3 separate regions of the Gossypium hirsutum genome follow, and all the other regions are linked to region 3. Evidence: chromatin contacts called from public Hi-C data. All regions are on one chromosome and are shown on one strand. Each heading gives the region's core, a stretch centred on a gene start, on an enhancer-like site or on the middle of the called end of the contact. The rest is flanking DNA. Distances are from core to core; before and after follow the strand shown. Region 1 has its middle 12 kb from the start of LOC121217385. Region 2 holds the start of LOC107903935 (protein UXT homolog). Region 3 holds the start of LOC107902966 (PLASMODESMATA CALLOSE-BINDING PROTEIN 3).

Region 1 (4,232 bases), core at 1,351-3,850, 170 kb after region 3:
AAATCTTGACTGATTTAAACCAAAATCAAAAGGAGGCAACAGAGATTTATTGTGACAACAAATCTGCTGTTGCAATTGCAAAAAATCCCATTTTTCATGGCAGAACCAAGCACTTCAATATTAAGTTGCATGTTATAAGGGAGATGGAACAAGCTCATGAAATCGAGCTGATTCATTGCAATTCAGAAGTGCAAATTGCTGATATCTTCACAAAGGCACTCAATGTGTCTAAATTTGTTAAATTCAAAAGGGAATTAGGTGTTACTAGCATGGAAACTAAGGAGGAGTGTTAAGTTTAGTTCCCATGCAAAGGTGGCCATGCACGACATGCAAAGGTGGTCATGCTTCTGGAATCGCAGCTGGCAGTGGTGCCATGGTGTGCAGCAAGCTGAAGCTATCCATTTAGTTTCCTTAATTGAATGTTTTGTATTTAGTTAGGATCAAACTTAGTTGGTAGCTGCATTTTGATGTAATTAGGTGCTGAATGACAAGTTTAGGTAGAAGCTTTTTATTTTTCAATCAAGTTTACCAAGTTACTAGGCAATTTAGTGGTGTTAGGTATGTTATTAGGTGATTACTTGTTTGTTTTACTTGTTGACTGATATATGTAATGGCTTAATGCCTTGTTGACTTGCTTAATGAAAGATATCAGCTCATTTTCATTCAATCTCTTTCTCTCTTTTCTGTTTTTCACTTGCTAGCTTCATCTTTCTGTTTTCTGCTTCCGAGTTTGCTTCTTCACCAAGCCTCGAGGCTTACTACTCAAGCAAGACTAGAAACACCTTGCTGCTGCCTCTTGCACCAACACTCTCCTTATCAGCCATTGACAATAGAGGGAACTTACTTTGACATGGAGACACTCCATCAACAGAACGACCAACAGAATATAGATGTTTAAAGAAGCCCACCACATGTTGTATTAGCACCTCATTATCAAAACACTAATCCCAATTAGCAAATTTAAGACCTTCAACTCTATTCCTCCTCCTCTTAGCAAGAGTGCAACTATGGAAAAATTTTGTATTCCTATCCCCACTATGGAACCACGCTACTCTCGATTTTTGAAACCAAAGGAGTTCCTCATATTTCAAAACCTCATCTATATGTTGTCGGAACTCTAATTCTCAGTCGCGTAGCCTCGAAGACTTTCGAAACTCTATTATTCATTAGATATGTTCTAATTCCAAAATTAATTAACACTTACGCACAAAAATATTACCATAGATGCATTTATTCCACTCCTGAACAAAGTTCTAGAAATTATCCAAATTCTTGACTACCTCCCCATCAACTTGCCAATTTTCAGTAAGAAGAGTTCTGAATTCAGGATGCAATATCCAACTCGTAAGACACCACTAACCACATTTTGGCTAAGAGAAACTAAGATCACTTGGTGATTTGATTTTAACCTATGCATATTTCGAATCGAACAGGTAGGTGCAAAAGACTTCCATTTTGCTTTACACACTGCTCTATCCAATCATTGAGATAAAGTCCCTCTTCTCCAGGTAAATTGAAGGCCACTAAACCCCAAATCCCTAAGCCCACTGTTAAACAAAAACGAGTTGAACAACCTACAAGCAGCTCTTGATTTTCTTGCACCCCCATCCTCTCCAAATTATCCAGAAATGAATTGAAATCACCAGCAATAATCCATGGCCCAACCATCGAGGCTGCAAGTACATCTAAAAACTGCTAAAGAGCGCGTTTTGTGGACGTTTGAGGGTTCGTATAAAATAACAGTGCAAAAAAAAATAGTAGCACTGTCCTTGGATCGAACTTTCATGTGAATCGCTTAAGGATGCAATTCCAATATGTCTACTAAAATATTGTCACTCCACAAGAACCATATTCCTCCTACAAACCCATTCGCTTCAATACGAAAAGAATTAGGGAAATCCATTTTTGAGATAACTTCATCGTCTCGTATTCCACTTATCCTCGTTTTAAATAGACAAATTAAATCTGAAAAACATTCCCTTCTGTATTCAGCAACAAAATTATGGAACCGGGGATGCCCGGCCCCTTGACAATTCTAAAATAATAATTTATTATCCATAAACAAAAATAGCATACACTACAAACCAAAAAAACAATACAGTACTCCACTTCATTAAATACCCATTTCCGGTAGTGTTAACCACCATAACTTTCGGCCCTCCGAACCGATCATCCGTCATAACATCTCCTTCAGTATCCCGTTCTAATTGTTTAACAATCCCTTCTATTGCTTCCGATAACTCTACTGTATCTGGGTTGTGCACAACTAATCTACCATCAGGTGGTTTGTCTCGTTCAAAATCCCCTTCACCTAACGTGCGCACGGAGGATCGCAACCTTCCATTATCCAATCCCCGAATAAAAAGACACTGCTCTTCCTTTCTAAAATTATACTAGCATTTTCTTTTTCGGTGGCCTGCACCACCTTATGCTTCTCCTTATCCAAATTTGAATGAACAATAACGGGTTTGAAAGATGTATTCCCATTCCTACTACTCACATAATTTTGGGACATTGTAAGATTATCAACAGACACAGTTGGTCCAACATAATTAAATGAACCCACGTTACTATTATTAGGCTTCAAAATCCTAGATCCCATTTGGACATGTGGATTGCCACCAGCCTGTTTTACAAACCCAGAATTAAAAAGGGAGCCCACACTCCCATTCTATGTTTTACCACTTTGGACTTATGATTTAACTCCATTGCGAATTATTACTCCTTTATTCTTTCCAATAGAAACCATATTCTTCCCCATGGTGTTATCTTTGGCAATTAAACCAATATCTACACCAGCAATCTCTAGTCCCTTTTACATCTCCTCAATATCTCCATGTTTCTCACCATCAATTTGGGTACGAATCCCAGACTCCATAATTTTCGGATCTTTAGTAATAGTCGCAAACCGTGACCCGCAAAAAGAGTTATTGTTCGTCTCTTTTTTGGCTGCCCTCATGTTACGGGTTCTACCTCTTTGACGGTGCTCTATTAGCATCCACGATCCAAAAGGCTACTCCTCCACCTGATGTTGAAGACTAACCTCCTCAACCACTGGGATGGATTTTCCAGACTCACTTTCTGGCGAAAGCACTTTTTGTGTCAAACATAATTTCGAATTATGCCCATAGAAACTACATTTGAAACAAACAATTGACAAGGATTCATATTCGATTTGTTGTACACGACTAATTGAGCAAATCTTCCCCTGCAAGCATTGCCTGTTCGTTCATCTAATTTGATCACCGGACCTATGACTTTCCTGATAGCCCAGATGAGAAAACCTGAGTAGTAACCTTTAGGTAAACTGGGTAACCTTACCTAAAATACTTGAATGTCCACTTCGTTTTGAGAAGTTGAAAAATTCGGTGACCATGGCCTCACCGTCCGATACTGTCCATAAATTACCCTAGAACCCTATGTCAATATCTTATGATAATCATCATCATCCTGAAAACGCACCAAGAAAAAAATCATTTTCCAAGTCTATAAGCTGGAAAGAACATCTCAAACTCCACAACGATGAAACTTTGTTTAGAAGAGCATTGAAACCAATTTTCCTCCCTAACAACTTCACAACAATAGTTCTCGCCATTTTCCGCTCAATGAACTTTTGAACTCGAACCGAAAACGTGATAGACGGAATACCATCTACCACCTCAGTCATCACATATCCATCCAGTAGTTCAAAATTTTCTTCAAAATTATCAATCTGCATTGGAAGTGTAGCTGAACCCATCAACGTTGATTTATAAGATGCTTTAGGAGTTTGCGGTGATTGAACCTTTCGAACATTACCATCCACCGTCGGGTCCTCTACATCCGGTGGCATGTCTGGCCACCTTCGAACCTTCTTCGTCGCCCAACCTACATCACTGTTTGATACAACATCACTAGCACCCATCACAAAATCCCCTATTGGCAATGGCTCATTCATCTTTTTCACAAAATGGTAGGGGTGAGTATTTAATCGAGTCAAGTCGAATTGAGTAAAAAAAATTTCAAGTTAGTCGAGTTGACGAATCCTATTTTAGCAACCGAACTCAATTTGAATTTTTTTCAAATTGAGTCAAAAAATTTCGGGTCGAGTTGAGTCGAGTTAACAAATCTTATTATTTATACTTAATGTTCTGTTTACATGGATCAATTATTTTACTAGTAGACGAATTACAAGCTTTTAGATTAATTTTGAATAAAGGAAAAAAAAGAGAGTGGGGAAATTCGAGAAAGAA
Region 2 (4,153 bases), core at 1,127-3,626, 170 kb before region 3:
TAGATGAATGTTGAAATACTGAAAAGTATACACTTTGATATTATTTTTCTTACTAGTAAAAGTATATTTAAAGAGATAAGTGGAAAATAGAAAAAAAAATTAAACAGAACTTCAATCAAGCAAGCTTTTTTGTAAGCCTAAAGCTTTACAAAAAAGCACACCTAGGTGCACCAGGCATGCATCTAATTAAATGGGCCTCGTCCGAAAGGGTCTGAAGCACTTTTGTTGTCTAGTGCTAAGGCACATGCACACCTAGGCACATGTCTTGACAACACTTCTTTGATCTTTAACCTCACCTATGGACCTATGTTGATGGTCAAGGCCAAAGTTACACCTAACATAAGTGATGATGAAGAATAAAAAAAGGTCAAGATCAGCAAAACCAGCTTCTCGAGTTGTACCAGAATATAGGAAATGATGGATAAAGTTTTAAGTTTCATACTACTTTATGGTGACATTGGTGGATCCCATGACGATATTAAACCAATATATCCTTGCATAACATGTTAGAGTTTGCAATGACTGACTTGTACATAGCATTTATATACAATTCTATCTGACTGGTTAGAAAGAAGTAGGTTAGTACTTTTGTGCTTGAGGCTATAAGCAAGTAAGACCTACAGAAGTTCCAAACAGGGCTTCTTGATCAATTGAAGAAAACCATATACCTTTCCAGTTTTTCCTCCCTCAATGAGATGAACTTTAATGCTTCTGACCAGGTGAACTCCACATGAAACCCGAGTCCGACATCCACAAATATACGTTGGGTATCTGGCCTGTAAACATCAAAAGAGGAAGCCCCCAAAAAACCACAAGCACACACAAATCCAAGAAAATTTAAATATAATAATAACGGATTAAACATGGGATGAGCAAATTCTTAAGTCAAAATCCAATTGCAATCACAAAGTTCAACAGAAGTCTTAAGTTTTAACCGTACATTACATACAAGCTCACCCTTGAACCAAAAACAAGTAAAGGGCATATAAAACATGAATAATCCTATTTCATGATACTATGACAATGTGAAAATCACGAAATAAATGCATAAATTGCAGTAATTTTTTTTAATTCTGAAAAGGAAAATGGAGTAAACATTAGTACAAAAGTAAAGTAAAAACAGGTGTATGATAAACCAGAAACGATAGACATAGAAAACTTACACTTCTGCTTGCATGTACACTTCAGACCCGAGATTAACCAAGGTCCGAAGACTAGTTACACTGTTTTTCTCTAAATTTTCTATGTTCTTCCGCAAATCAGAGCTACATGAAAAAGTGTCAAAGTAAACAGATACAAAGCTCTAATCTTTCAGCAACAAAAAAGAAACCCCATTGAGGGAAAAAAAATTAGCATTGAAAATTCTTAAAAACTGTGTCCTTGTTACTCAAAAAGGAACAAATTCGTCTCTAAATAAAAGGATACAAAATTTTTTGCTGGTCAAAGATTTTGTCGCTGCAAAAATATGGGGAAAATATGATTAGCAATGTCGTTATTCCTTTTACTTTTGGTGTTCAAATATATAAATAAAAAAAGCAGGCTAAATATTAGTAGAGGAAAAATGGGAACGTTGTCAATTCATACCGTTCAACAATAGCATGAACAAGATCAGGTTTAAGGCGGCGATCAACAAATTCTTCGAATTTCTGTATTTTCTCCTGGCGTAAGCTGTCCATTTCTTCTGCCCGGTGAAAAAATAATATTAAAGTAAATTAAAGTAAACCTGTCTTCAAATCGGGCTTCAGCGAAAATTCTGGTTTAGGCATTTCATCGAACGGCTAAAAGGCATGAGCTTTTTGGTTGTATCTAGCAGATAAGCCCCCCCCCCCCAAAAAAAAAAAAGTAAGTGCCTTTTGAAAGCGAAAGTGGCTCACCTCACCTGTCGAGGGCCGGCCGATTGAACGTCTCCTCCGGATGTTTGAAGGTAGGAAAAGAAGGGAAGCCCTACTACAATACTAAAAAGGGGAAGGTAGAAAAAGAAAAAACATATATATCGAGTTGAGGAGAGTTGCTGTTTGAAGCAAAAAGGCGCCCAAATGTTGTTATTATTAGCAAATACCGATAAAAATAGTAACCTCTTAGTAAATCTATAGTTATATTAAAAATTTTATCTATTTTTATTATAAAAAAATTAATGCGGGCCGGGTTTAATCAAAATTTCAGTCCTAATTGGTAGACCCAGGCTGGCCCAAAAAAATAGATTGATATTTTTGTTTAAGTCTGGCCCATATTATATATATTAAACTCGGGCTCGACCTTTTTTTACCCTAATTTCATCAATCCACTCTAATCAATCTTTGTTTCTTCTTTTTTTCCGATTCAATCGAAAATAACAAGTCTAAAGTATCGAAAGAGAGAATCCAAATGATTTTTCCCTCGATCGAATTGAATCCAAATGGAATCAAAATGAATAAAAAGCAAAGCAACCAAAAAAACCCAAACTTTCGAAAGTAGTAAAAAGATAACAAAATTGGGTTCAAATAAGGAAGCGTAGATCTAAAGGGAAAGGAATGATCGTGAAAAGGAAATGAAAGGAACAATGGGTGAAAGATCAAAAATTCTCGCGGTCAATATTTTCTGCAAAAATAAAGAAATTAAAATCAGCGAAAAGTAGTAAAATGAAGATAAGCAACAGTGATGGCAATGACAAAGAAACAAGGAAAATGTTAAGGATTAAGGGGAAATAATGATTGGAAAGGGAAAGAAAAGGGGAATATCGGGACTAGGTTTGCTGGGAAGTGGGGAATAAGGGTAAAAATTTGGAGTTAATAAACTTGGGTCTGATGGGTGTCGAATCCACCAATATAAACCTACGCCTTAATTTGCAAATTATGCAGTATAGGGAGTAGGGTCGATCCCTCAGAGACTGGTTTACTGTAAATTGTTGCTCGTTTGACCAGATTTATGTTGGGGCAGCTGTCGTGCCCAAGACGTTCGGGGGGATAAAAATTTGAAAACCTGAAATTAACAGAAAAATAACATCAAAAGTAAAGGTTGAAAACAGAATAATAAAAACCGTGAAATAAATATTAAGAAAAATTAATTAGAATGAGCTCAGCTTTAGACACGAATTTTTCTCGTCTTTAAACTGATCCTCGAAATTGGATGAACTCCTCTTTTCCAATAAGCTAGTTATAGCTACCAAGGACGCCTCGGACACCTACTCTTCCTTGTGTAAATTAGTTATGGAACGTCCAATAACTAACCCTTACCGATCGAACAACCACGAAACGTTCGTGATTTAGTACTCCGGCAGCTTTGCGTTCTAGAAGAGCCTAGCTCGAACCAATGTGCTCAACCGCGTGGGACATTTAAATCCGGTTACTACTTCCCTTGACGGAACCAAACAGCAATCTCCACTTGGCACGCCAATGTGTTCACAGAAAACCGATTGGAAACGTTCCTTTTGGAATTCCAACTGTACGTCTAACCACACTAAATCAAACGACGTCTTTTTTGACTTAGTGTTTATCTGACTTTATGAGCTGACAAAATCACACTCTTAATCCGGAGAAGTAATAAGTACTGGAATTTTAGGAGTTAAATGGCTCGGGTTCGTAACTCACAGGTTTTGACGAGGCTAATTTAGGCCTAAAGCTGAAAATGGGTTTAGTTGGCTAAGGTTTGGGACATGTTGGTATTTGATAAATTAATTAAGGTAAATGGGTGAAAAGATGGGTGATGTGTTTGAGTATGGGGGTTGGAATATATTAAAATGGGGTGGTTGACTATTTGGAAAAGAATTGAAAAAAAAAGGAAATTGCAAATGGCTTGATTTGGTGATTAGCTACTGGAAAAAATTGAAGGAAAGGAAACTAAAGAAACAACAATGCTACGTGAGAAAAGAGAGAATGTATTGAAAGACAAGAGCTTAATAATTTTTTGATTGATGAAATGATGAACAATACAAGCTCTATTTATACTAGAGGATTTACTAAATTAGGAGCCAACTAGTCATAGGAAATTAAGGAAAAATATCCTATAATAAAATAAATCCCAAAATATTCTCCCACCAACTCAAAAATTTCAGCTAATTAATTTTGGAAAAATTCTTCTTTGGCCCTCCTTCTTTGCTTCTTTCTTCAATCTAGCCCAATTGTTTCTTTTTTCTTCTATTTAGCCCCAAATTACATTCCTGCACAAAATTCAATAA
Region 3 (4,297 bases), core at 1,625-4,124:
CCAGTGCCTCATCGACTCGAAGTCGAAGAAATTCTTGAACTCTTCCTATCCTATGGCATGCCATCTATATCTGACTCAACCCGATACAATTAATAGGATTTAATTTCACATTTCAGAAACAACCAATATCCAACATAAAATTTTCATATAATCACATATACACATGAATTCAATTCAATCTATAATAATCAATATCCAACTTTCACATTAGCACATATATTCCTTTCAATTCAATAATCAATACATTCATAATTTATATATCAATTCAATCCATTTCAATCAACTATCCAAATGTTAAATACTCACCTAAAACATTTACCATATGCATGAAATCGAATTACAACAATTAACAACTAGGTTCGGATTATAGAAATACAAAACATGAATTCTAAGCTATTTGATGTTGATTTTATCATTCCCCTTTTTAGTCGAGGATTCCGGTACGACATTGCTACGAAATTAAAACAATTAAAATTCATCAATACAACACAATTCAATTTCATATTGAATATTTCAATTTTTACTCAATATTAGCCTAAATTCCAATTTAGTCTCTAAACCGATACTAATTTTTATTCTTTACATTTAATTCTATATTTTCATACAAATTTCACTTTAAAATAAATTTAACTTTCTATTTTCACTTAAACCCCTAAATTTTGAATTTTTCACAATTTAGTCTCTATTACTCAAAATTTACAATTTGTTCTACAATTTAATCATTTTCTATTTCTTGCTTAAAAATATATCAATTTAATCCCTAATACTAAAACTATTCAACATTAACAACATTTAAAATGTTAACAATTGATAAAATTTCAACATGGGTCGGGTAGCCCTAGGTACTGGAATTTCAAAAATATAAAAATTATAAGAAAAGAGACTAAATTAACTAACCAATTGAACTTTAAGCCTTAAAAACCCTAAGGCCGTGCGTTCTCCTTCTTTTCTTCTTTCTTTTCTTTCTTCTTTTTACTATACTAATTATTATTATTATTATTATTATTATTATTATTATTATATATATACATTTAACTTAATAATTAAGATTTCTTAATATTATAACATATTTTTATAATATATGCCGTCCACTATATATATAGGTATAATTACTACATTGGCCCTTTAATTAATTTTTAATTTATAATTCAACTTTTAACTCATGAGATTTAATTCTTATACCTAATTACTTTTAATTCAAGTAAATTCACTTAACCAAAACCTAATTAACTACACAACTAACTTTATAAATATTTATTAAAAATATTTACGAGTCCAATTTATGGAAATGGAGTCCCAAGAATATAATTTCTGACACCCTTGACTATCAGGTCGTTACACCTTCTCTCCCCATGCTTCACTCGCTTATTCAAACATACATCTGTTCTTGAGTTACTTGTTTATACTTGAAGGCTGAATTGAAATTCGAAAAAGCTTAGATAAAAGTACTAGGACAAAAAAAAAAGATTTCAATAAAAAAAATAAACCCATATAGATTTGCTCAAGGATAGGTTATCTATTCAAATTCGAAGGCAGGCTCAAAGTTTGAGAGAGTTTAAATAAAAATATTAAAATAAACAACAGACTTAGGGTGGATTTGGATAGGCGGTGTGGGGTGGTGCAGTTAGTTTATTTTTTGTCTCACGCTATATTATCTAATCTCACTGCTGCCATTGTTTTTACACTAACCACAGGTTAGAGGCGAATCTAGGGGGCCGGCAGGGGCCCCGGCCCCCCTTAAATGTAAAATTGCTATTTAGGCCCTAAATTTTTTTAAAAATTTTAAATTAGTAAAAGTAAAATTACACTTTGGCCCCCCTAAAATTTTTTTCTAGCTTCACCTTGCCACAGGTAAACGCACCGTCATCCAAATCTACCCTTTAATTAAGAAAAAAAATTAAACTTATTTAAAATATTTGTTGGGTTTGGACTCTAATATTAAAAGCTTGAATTTAGCTCAACTTAAAAGTTTAAATAATCAAGATATCATTTATGTCCTTTTTACGATTCATAAAAACTAATATTTTCGGGAATTTTTGGTTCCCAATAATGTATCTCCAAGATTCAAACTTGTATTATCCCATTAAAGCATCGACGAAGCTAGAAAATTTTTTCTGGGACGGAATTAAATTGTATATTTTTTTATGATAGTAAAAATATAATTTCACCATTTTAATAATTTATATATTTATAATTTTTAAAGAATTAAATAAAAAATTTATCATTTGGGAGGCCAAAGTGTAATTTTACATCAATTATAAAAGAGGTTAAATGAAAAATTTTCTATTTTAAGAGGGTCGAGGCCCCTACTAGTCCCCTAACTCTGCCTCTACATGATAGTATAATGTGCCTTTACTACAATACCCAACGTATATATATCAGCTATAATACATTTTTTCCGTTTATATGATATGAAAAGTTAAATATATTACAATATAATGTAAATTATTTGTGTTGAAAAGTTTAAAATATGAAAAATATATGTGACGAAAGGAAGCATCATTAAATCAAACAATACATAATTAAATGTAAAAGAGTCCAATATAAACATGATTTAGCACGCCAGATCATAAGATACTTGTGTCAGCTTGAGTTATAAATTAATGGGCTAAGTCCATGCATGTGGCATTTAGCTGTATACTTGTTCGGTGGGTCTTAATTTGGCCAAACATGTAATTTTGAATACGATAATGAAACCGACACCAAATTAATACAATACATTCAACAGATGATGTAATATAAATGTTTTGCGTATGTTTTGATGTCCCTTTCTCAAAGCAACCACAAAACTTCAAATTTCATTCCCTTACCAAAGTCTTGTGCTGCCCTTTGGCTCACACCAATCACCTAACCACATCTCCCACTTTGCGTCCATAAAATGAAGGACTTAAATTATGATATTCATTTTAAGTATAATACCAGAAAGTAAAACAAGCAACACCCACGGACACGGTGGAAGCTGCGACAGCGCATCTAGAAAAAGATCTAAAAGAACATAAAGGGTCCTGAACCCAATGATAGGACAAGTTTGGGCTAAACAAAAAAAAGGGCTTTTGCTCAGCTTCCCAGAAAATAAAAACATACATGCAATGAAATAGACTTTTGTCTAGGGTGTTTTTTAAGACATAGTATATTTGCCGTAATAAAGAAACCCAGATTCCCTTGAATTTGAATATCATCTGTCAGCACCACCCACCGTCATCCTTTTGTTTTTTCTTATTGTTTTCTGAAATCTACATCTCTTTTTCTTTCTTTCTTCTGATCTGCTCTCTTTGATTTCAATCAAGTTCAGCCATGGCTCCTTTAGTTTGTCTAGTGCTTTTCTTAGCCATGACTGGCCATTCAAGTAAGTTCCTTGCTCTCTCTCTCTTTTTCTTTTCTTTGGGTTGAATGCAAAGAATAAGAAAAGCCCATTTTTTTTTCAATAGGAAATCTTTCGATCTTCATTGTAATTTTTTTTTATAAAAAAGGGGGTTTTTTTTATATTTTGGTTTGCAGGTGCGACTTATTGTTTATGTAATGATGGAGTGGGTGATCAAGCTCTTCAAACGACCCTGGATTATGCATGTGGAAATGGAGCTGATTGTTCTGCAATTCAACAAAATGGTGCTTGCTATAATCCCAACACTGTTAAAGATCACTGCAATTATGCTGTCAATAGTTATTTTCAAAACAAAGGTCAAGTTACAGGAAGCTGTGATTTTGCTGGCACTGCTTCAGTTAGTGCCAACCCTCCTGCAAGTAAAACTCCCTTTCTTTTACCAAAATTTTCTTTCTTTTTTTCCCAAGTTAATTGTTTTTAAAAATAATTTCTCTGTTGTTTTTGTAGATATTCCCTCCACTTGCACCTATCCATCAAGGTATGGTTATTAGATCTCAACATTTTCAACTTCTTGACCATGCAGCATGCACTGAGATCTCAAAATACATGGTTCATTCTTTTTTAAGCACCCATTATGTTCAATATATTAAAAGTTTTTTGTTGCTAAATGTTATGCAGTAGCACAGGCACAACCCCGGCCACCACTCCAACAACTGCCGGGACTCCAACGAGTTTAGGCGGTGGCACAGGTACCGCCTTTAGCCCAACAGGAACAACAACAGGCATCAACGAGCCAAATCATGCTGTTGCTCTCTTCACAAGCATTAACAACATTTTGTTCACGTTTTTCATCACCCTTTGGATTGTAATGCAGGGCTGTCTTTGATGTAAAGGAGAGTTGTATATTAGATTTTGGCATATAAATAAAATATAATTGACATTGTTGGGTTTAGAGATATATGAGCTAGAGTCAAA

What was found. A called contact is a pair of places that touch in the nucleus more often than the background predicts.
Region 1: a Hi-C map of leaf shows a contact between it and region 3, with 1.8 times the contacts expected there. The contact joins the enhancer-like site here to the promoter of LOC107902966 in region 3. A contact is called at or near these places in 10 of 34 Hi-C or Micro-C datasets (anther, callus, hypocotyl and 2 more).
Region 2: a Hi-C map of leaf shows a contact between it and region 3, with 1.9 times the contacts expected there. The contact joins the promoter of LOC107903935 here to the promoter of LOC107902966 in region 3. A contact is called at or near these places in 6 of 34 Hi-C or Micro-C datasets (callus, hypocotyl and leaf).

Annotation. Positions count from the first base shown.
Region 1 is chrD05:36,058,186-36,062,417 of Gossypium_hirsutum_v2.1, forward strand. No RefSeq gene overlaps it. Among protein-coding and RNA genes, the nearest start is that of LOC121217385, 12 kb to the right of the region's middle. Within about 2 kb of position 2,601, at least 8 of the 9 cell types and tissues checked have an H3K27ac peak or open chromatin away from gene starts, as enhancers often do. A contact at or near this core is called in hypocotyl and leaf, where this site is marked.
Region 2 is chrD05:35,715,150-35,719,302 of Gossypium_hirsutum_v2.1, forward strand. It overlaps LOC107903935 (protein UXT homolog), which reads right to left and starts at 2,377. Exons shown (of 7, transcript XM_016830156.2): 1 at 1,875-2,377; 2 at 1,585-1,681; 3 at 1,426-1,455; 4 at 1,164-1,265; 5 at 669-776. The coding sequence starts at 1,676.
Region 3 is chrD05:35,884,522-35,888,818 of Gossypium_hirsutum_v2.1, forward strand. LOC107902966 (PLASMODESMATA CALLOSE-BINDING PROTEIN 3) reads left to right here and starts at 2,875. Exons shown (of 4, transcript XM_016829059.2): 1 at 2,875-3,346; 2 at 3,499-3,741; 3 at 3,830-3,860; 4 at 4,001-4,279. The coding sequence starts at 3,295. The coding sequence ends at 4,208.